Regions from separate parts of the Sus scrofa genome. Here region 2 is linked to region 1. Evidence: chromatin contacts called from public Hi-C data. All regions are on one chromosome and are shown on one strand. Each heading gives the region's core, a stretch centred on a gene start, on an enhancer-like site or on the middle of the called end of the contact. The rest is flanking DNA. Distances are from core to core; before and after follow the strand shown.

What was found. Hi-C and Micro-C count contacts between places; a contact is called where the count stands out from the background.
Region 2: a contact with region 1 is called in a Hi-C map of liver, with 2.7 times the contacts expected there. The contact joins two enhancer-like sites. A contact is called at or near these places in 3 of 47 Hi-C or Micro-C datasets (embryonic fibroblasts, liver and skeletal muscle).

The regions. Positions count from the first base shown.
Region 1 is chr1:24,528,550-24,532,343 of Sscrofa11.1, reverse strand. No RefSeq gene overlaps it. Among named protein-coding and RNA genes, the nearest start is that of CITED2, 630 kb to the left of the region's middle. Within about 2 kb of position 1,678, at least 28 of the 83 cell types and tissues checked have an H3K27ac peak or open chromatin away from gene starts, as enhancers often do. A contact at or near this core is called in liver, where this site is marked.
Region 2 is chr1:24,457,134-24,460,927 of Sscrofa11.1, reverse strand. No RefSeq gene overlaps it. Among named protein-coding and RNA genes, the nearest start is that of CITED2, 700 kb to the left of the region's middle. Within about 2 kb of position 1,712, at least 2 of the 83 cell types and tissues checked have an H3K27ac peak or open chromatin away from gene starts, as enhancers often do. A contact at or near this core is called in liver, where this site is marked.

The DNA.
Region 1 (3,794 bases), core at 429-2,928:
TGATTGATCTTCTCAAACACATGATTATTCTTAATTCAGACAAAATATTTCATTTCTTTAAGTACATGAAAAGGAATTAGAGCCAGCTGAATGCAATAAGGGATGAGGAAGGAAGACGCTCAATAAAAGGAAATCAAACCTGTTTACAAGTCTGGGATCTAAACACTTGTGAGGTTTGTGGTTTTGGAAACTATATTCATATGTTAAAGGAGAAAATGATGAAGGCTAGATAAACATGGGTTTAAAATGGCCTGGGTCAGATTCTCATTCCTCCTTGCACCCTAAATACCTCTTTTAAGCAAAGAATGCCCCTTAATTTCAAAGACATCCTGTTCAGGCAAAACACACTAGCATATGCTGGAGAGAAAGAGAAGTTCATTTTTTTCTGAAAGGATCAAGATATATCTATTATTCAGAAGACATCAGTTAAAACATGGACGTATTCATAAAAACAATTAAGGTATGTAGTGATCATGGGATACACCAAATTATCATCTCCTGCATGCGAATGGTAACTCTTAGTTTCCTAAATCTGTTTTTTGTTTCCAGTTCTTCTACTTTGAATATATGATACTGAAAATATGCTAAATGCAGCCCTTGGGCAAATTAGAACCAGAGATTGGTAAAACATTAGGAATTTTTTTTTTCCTTTTTCAATTTGAAGTGTTGTGTTTATTTAGAAAGTAAAGAAAGTTAATATAAGTACATTCTGGAATCATAAGGATGACCATCTGCTAACTAATTACTATCCTGGAGTTTAAGTGCCCCTTAGGCATATTTATATATTTATTTACATTTTAAACCTGATCGTTGTTTAGAAGAAATGAGAATAATAGGGTTTAAGCTATTGTATGTTGTATATGCAGTATATGTACATATAGTATACTGCATACTAGATACGCAGTCATATTGGATCAATGTCACTTCAAGCGATGGGTAACCAAAAAAGATACTGACTGCAGGAGCCTTTTAATTTGTAGGCTCTGAAATTCTGATGACTGGGGAAAAAGAAAAAGAAAGGCTGAAGGGAACTGGCATTTTAATTCCATGTGGCTGAGCTTTTTAGTTGCATTCAGACACTTCTATTTTTATTTCTTCAAGCTGGGCCCATTTCCAAGTAGGAAGCTGTGGAATTATTGCTCTCACTCCCACATTTAGTGCAATCCCCTATAATACTAAGGTTAGGTCAGCCTTTTCCCTGTCCCCTGCATTAAACCTACAAATAGATCAGATTTCATGATAAGGAACAAGCAAAAAAGGACAAAAGATTTTAAGTGAAACATTGAACCAGCTTGACTTGAATTTGAATTGAATCAACTGCATAATCTAATGTTCACATAGTGCTTTGGCCTCAGATCCTGGTTGGTTTCACCCCATAGCATTTAAGTTATTCTTTCTTTCTTTTCCTTCCTTTTTTTTTTTTTTTCATTGCCTTGCTGTGTGCTGATACATTTAAAAGGATAGCTCTTTGTGTTTTATGCAATGGAAAAATTGCTGTTGAAGTCTTAGCCTTGAAAGGCACAGACTGTATCTAAAAACAGAAAAAAGCAATCTTTTGCCCCGCCTCCAATTGGTTGTTTGGAAACAGCTGTTGGACGCCAAGTTTGTACTTCACCCTTATCAGCCCATTTGGTGAGATCAGAATGTGCCTGAATAACTCTGAAGGTCAAAATATGTTGACTGAATTTTCTGCTGCTACCATTCCAGAAAGCCAGCTCATACTATCCCTGACTGTCAACAGCAGCCAGGCTCTGCCCTTCTCATGATCATGACACATAGTGGAAGTATCCCTGGTTTCTCTACATCCAAATCCCTGCATGATGTGTGTTACACTCAGGATAAGCACAGCAGGATGGCCTGCCAGTGGACCTGACAGATCTGGCCTACTAACATATGGAATTGCCCTCCAAAATAAAACACACTATTGCATTGACTTGTCATGATTCAAGGCCCACAATATTTGTTTGATCTTCTTTTTCTCAACCATAGGTGTCTAATTTATGGTATCTACAACATTTGTCTGAGAGAACTGGGCATTATAATTTTCATATTCAAGCTCATAATCATTTTAGCTTTCCAAAAACGATGCTGCATTGGTCTTAATTGCTTCTTGAGTTGAAGATGTTCTTTCCAGCCCTTATTTACAGTGCAGCTCAAAATGCTTCCTAACATGAACAGAGGGGTCTTTGATTTTTATAATTATTTAATCATTCAGTCTTTTTACAGAGTTGGATCATGCTATATTTTTACTTAGCTATTAGAAAATACTCACTGGGAGTTCTGTTGTGGCTCAGCGGAAACGAATCTGACTAATATCCATGAGGATATGGGTTTGATCCCTGGCCTGCTCAGTGGGTTGGGATCTGGTGTTCCTGTGGTTGTGGTGTAGGCCAGCAGCTGTAGCTCTGATTCAGCCCCTAGCCTAGGAATTTCCATATGCCACAGACACAGCCCTAAAAGGAAAAAAAAAAAAGCAAGAAAGAAAATACTCATTGAACAATAAGAACTTTTAAATATTATAAAATTCTGTTCTAGAATCTCATCTTAATGATACCTACTTCTTAGCTTAAAAACATTGTCTAAAAGATGTTAAGTATTAATCTTGCATTTTGCAGCACGCTCACATTTATCTCCAAATAATGTACAGTGTTTTGGCAGTTATTTATCTAGTTATTTATATATTTATGTGATGCCTATTTCTGAAATATTCAGTGCCTTTGACAAGTGTGCTGTGTTGGCAGAAAATAACGTTTAAGAGAGAAACAATATTCTATTTCACTTGACTACTTCAATACAACAACTATAGTAGTATTTTATGACTTAATGAACAACCATCAGAAGGAAAGAGAAATAGACCAACCAATCACGCAAGTTATCAAGTCACAGAGACTAAATAAAAACTCTGTGTGGATTTCTTTTCAAGGTGAAAAAAAAAAATAGAGCTGTTATCCAAAAGGTGAAATAATGAATTTAGGGGAAACATACATTTTAAAAGGCTTGTAACTGATTTTTATTTTGCTTTGTATGTCAGGTTCCTCCTCTAAACTCAGAGCTTCCCTTTTCCTCACAGGAGTCAGTTTGGGCAAAAGGCCATTGAACTATGTGGAGAATCATTATTTGAACAAGACATTTATCATCAGGTTTAGATGGTTTGATATGCAGTTATTCTGAAGACCAGTTAAATATCATACCTAATGTTCATAAAACAGACCAAATTATATTCTTACATGAGTAACATATCTTAGTTTCCCATATATGTTTTCTCTTTCAGTTTATTTTCTTTTCACAAATGATATTAAAAATGTGCTAAGTTGGTGAACTAGGATCAAGATATGCATATAACTGTATTTCAGCCAGAGATGTTTCAGCAGGGCATATTATTTGTCATTAAACTCTGTTTTAATATTGTAATAAGTACAATATTTTGACATAGAGAACATTTCACAAATTTTCTCTTTCTTGGGAAATACTGCCAATATTTCTTTGTCACCATAATACAGTTATTTGAGGAAGTGGTGGTAACCTATGAACTCTCCATCAAGCTCATCAGGAAATTGCTATAAAGAAGGAATTGTCAAGTGATGCCCTTGATCCCTTAGGGAAGAGTGGGTCTCCTTTTGGGGAAGCTGAGAGAGATTTATTTAGGAAGAAGTATTGAGAATTGTCTTTTTTCCCCAATCTCTGCCTGAATTTTGCTTACTTATTATAGATGCTGTTTTCATCTTCTGAAATTGCATTCCACTTTTATAAAAGATTTGGTTTAACTTTAGGGGATTTTCCTGCAAGGCTTGCTT
Region 2 (3,794 bases), core at 463-2,962, 71 kb after region 1:
TTTTTGCAATAACCTTATTAGCTAAAAATTACTGATATTTTCTTACACTAGAGTGAATATAGATGTTTGGCAAGAATAACACAGACCCATGTTATTTTCTCTTGCACAAGTTGCTTTGTGATTCAGTAACTGGTAAATGTAATTGTCACCTACTTAGGGATATACTTGAAATTATATAGTTTCAAATTACTCAAGTCATTTTACCAGCATGCCTAATTTCCTACACCTTATTAAGTTTGTCACTTTGGCACTTATGTTAAATCATAAGCAAATTGTAATATGTGCTAAAACTAAGCCAGTAAATAAATGTATGAATTAGATCTGGGTCAATACATAGGCAAGGGTGGGGTCTGGGCTGAGCTCAAGACATCTTGCCTCCTATATTAGAAATCTAGTTCAATTATTAGCTGAAAACTTTGTCAACCTGACCGAGCTCATATCCATGTATGCTGGACCTTGTCTACGGATTGTCATCTGACATCTTCAACAGAGAGCACTTGGTATGCTGTAACTGCAACTCCAAGACATATCTATTCCAGTGACCTAAGGAATTTGTGACTGTTATTTATAGGTTTTTAAATTTAAACTCAAATTGGAAGAGACTGTGTCATTAATATAGAAAAGTTATTAATGCCAAAAAAACCCCAAATCAATTGTTAAATAATTGCTTTTGACAAAAAAAAAAATACTATGTGGTTTGTATAATCCATATAAACTGGATTTGACATCTGAAAGGTGATAAGAAAATAGTTTGGAGAACAAAAGTGCAAATCATAATTTCTCATCCTTTCTAGTTTTCTTTTGCATATTCTAGAAAACTATGGAAGTTATTAATGTGCATTAGTGACCACTGAGAATTGGCTGGTTCCTGGATTTTAGCCTAAATGTGTCATCAATCCAGAGTCAATGATGGTACTAATCTCCACACTGGGTAAAATGCTTCCCAAGAGTGTGTATTGTTGTGTAGTATATACTGAGTGCCAAAATCTTTCCAAGGAAATATTGAGTCTTTAGCATTTCCACAGATTGGGAAAGAAAAATTACACCATTCAATTGTACAAATGAGAAAATATAAACAAAGGGAAACTAAAGTAGTTTTTCAGAATCATACAATTAAACAAATTAGAAGAGAAGACTTTTTATGGATCCTTGTTGAATCACTTACCCCCCATTCCTTAATCAGTCTTTTTATAAGTAAACCTCTGTGGAATTTTATAGTGTGACTAAGGAAAAAAAAAGAAAGAGTAAAAGGATGAAGGAAAAGGTTTACTTTGCAAGCTTTGATTAAAGAAAATGGGAGTGGCCCCACTGGAGAGAAACTATTTCACTTTACATTTGAAACCCAACCCCTCTCCTCCTTCCCAGGTCACCCTTTTCACTCACTTAGATACTAACTCCTCATCCTTCCTCATCTGACCTATGGGTACATCTTTCCTACCCTGCTTGGACTCTGACAGTCAGCTCTGCCACTGCAGCTATCCTCCCCCTCCCCCACCTATTCCATTGTAGACTCCTACCTTTCTTGCTTGGATGGAATTGCTTAGGAAAGGAAGGGCAGAGAGAGGGATATGAATATAAAGAAGAAAATAAAAAGGAAGAGAAAAGGGATTAGCTGCCATACATATAATTTTTGAAATAGTAGGTCAGAGAGTTGATACCAGTATTTTAGCAGCTGGCAACAAATGCACAGAAGTTTGGCTTTGGACCCAGGGACTTTCAAATATTTGTTCAGGTGTTCAGATTCAGCATTTGGAAAACTGAAGACCGAATATATACTTTATTTTAATTTTTGGTAGCTCTGAGCTTGTTTGTGAATAATGATCATTTAGTTATTTCAGGGTCCATTATGTTTAATCAGCATAAAAATAGTAGTCTTAGGCAAATACCATCTGTTTTTTTGCTAATATCTTATGGGTTAATGTTTTATAGTATCTTCAAGTATAGGTAGAATTCTAGCTATAACTTAAAATAAAAATTTCCTTGTGATGTGCTTTATATGTTTAAACTTTCATTTGTTGCCTGCATATAAAAGTGCACTTACTGTTTCCACAAATAATGATGATTTTTAAAGTTGATAATTTATATATAAATAGTAGCAGGAATTCTCAGATAAAGAAATGACATTTTTTGATAATTAATATTAAGACTCATAGTACTAAAATATTTGGGGGGGGCTTTGTATCCTTTTTGAGCCTTATATCCATATACCTTTATATCCATAAATGTCAATAAAATTTGAGTAATAATCTAAGCTATAATTATAGAGATTATATTATATTCTTCTTTGGCTATTTAATTCTATTAAGTCCTGAACTAAGGCCACTGAGGATTGAAAAAAATATCCTAAGTGGATATCCCTCAAATCAAAAAAGAATAATGTAATCTTTATCCCTCAAAAAATATAAGGAAGAAAAACTGCAAAGTCAAGTATGATAATACTCAGGACAAATCCATATTAAGACTTAATAAAACATAAATATAATTTAGATATTTAAAACATAAAAATATTAGAGAAAAGCAAAGCATCTTCCAGCATTAGAAACAAAGCATCTGACTCTCTAAGGCCTTTAGGTGAAAGTAAGAACTTATCAGTACCACTAATCCTCGTTATATACTGCAGGAACAACCTAACAGTTGAAAATGCTGAGATATTTTTGTTCCAGAATTGTAACAGAGAAGAACAAACTTTTCCATGTCATGTCTATTTCTTTAGTTCTAACCCTTGTGCTCTGTCCCTGTGCTTAGTCATGCTGGCTCTGCACCTTTGTGAAAGAATATTTCCTATAGCCTGAAATATACATGATAGCCACATGATAGCGTGTTTTCAAGGCTTTTACCTTTGAAGGTACAGCACTTTTCCATTTTTATAGAGATAAAAAAAAGTTGCAGGACAGACACTTGTCTTGTTGGAGATCTATAGGAACATTTTGACCAGACTTATCTGGGTGGTGGCAAGAGCAAAGGATTCCTGTGCCAAGAAATTTGCAACAACCAGCCACACCCCCTCCCCTTTTTAGTATTAAAAAAGCTTGAATTCTAACGTGAGTAAGATGGTTCTTTAGGATGCTAGTCCACCATCTTCTGGATATACTGGCTTTCCAAATAAAGTCACTATTCCTTGCACCCACACCTTATCTCTTGATTTATTGACCCATTGTGCAATGAGCCGCAGGAGCTTGGATTCAGTAACAGAACTATAAAATTCAAAATTGATTTCTGTTTACAAATTATATTTGTAAATAAAAATTCAGATCCATTTAAAATTCATTCTTTTTTATATATAATGATTTTCATTTTTTCCGTTATAGCTGGCTTATTGACAGAACACTGTAAACCAGCTATAAAATTCATTCTACAATAGTGATTTTCGTCTTCACTCTTCATTTAGCCATTTGATATTTAAATAAAATATGTATTAGTTGGGGCACCTCTAAGCCATACATTTCCTTGAAAAGGAATCTCTTTCAAAACAAAGACAGATGCCTATAATTTTCTCATATTACAGATTTGTCCCTGACTCATTTGTGTTTATCAAACAGAGAAAATTACATTGAATCAGTTTGGCTGAAATTCATTAGGTAATCTCTTTGTTTACATATTATGTAAATATACGTGTCCTCTGAGAATCTATGGTACTCCCTGGTTCTAGCACTCTCCCAGAGCATTTGTAACTTCCTTAGTATGTATCATTTTATGTTTTCATTGCAGCTTCATCAGAATTGTAGGGCATAGTCAGGGTAATGCTGATTCAATAACTCCAGTTTCTTTAGTACTTTAAGAGCCACTTTCTTTTA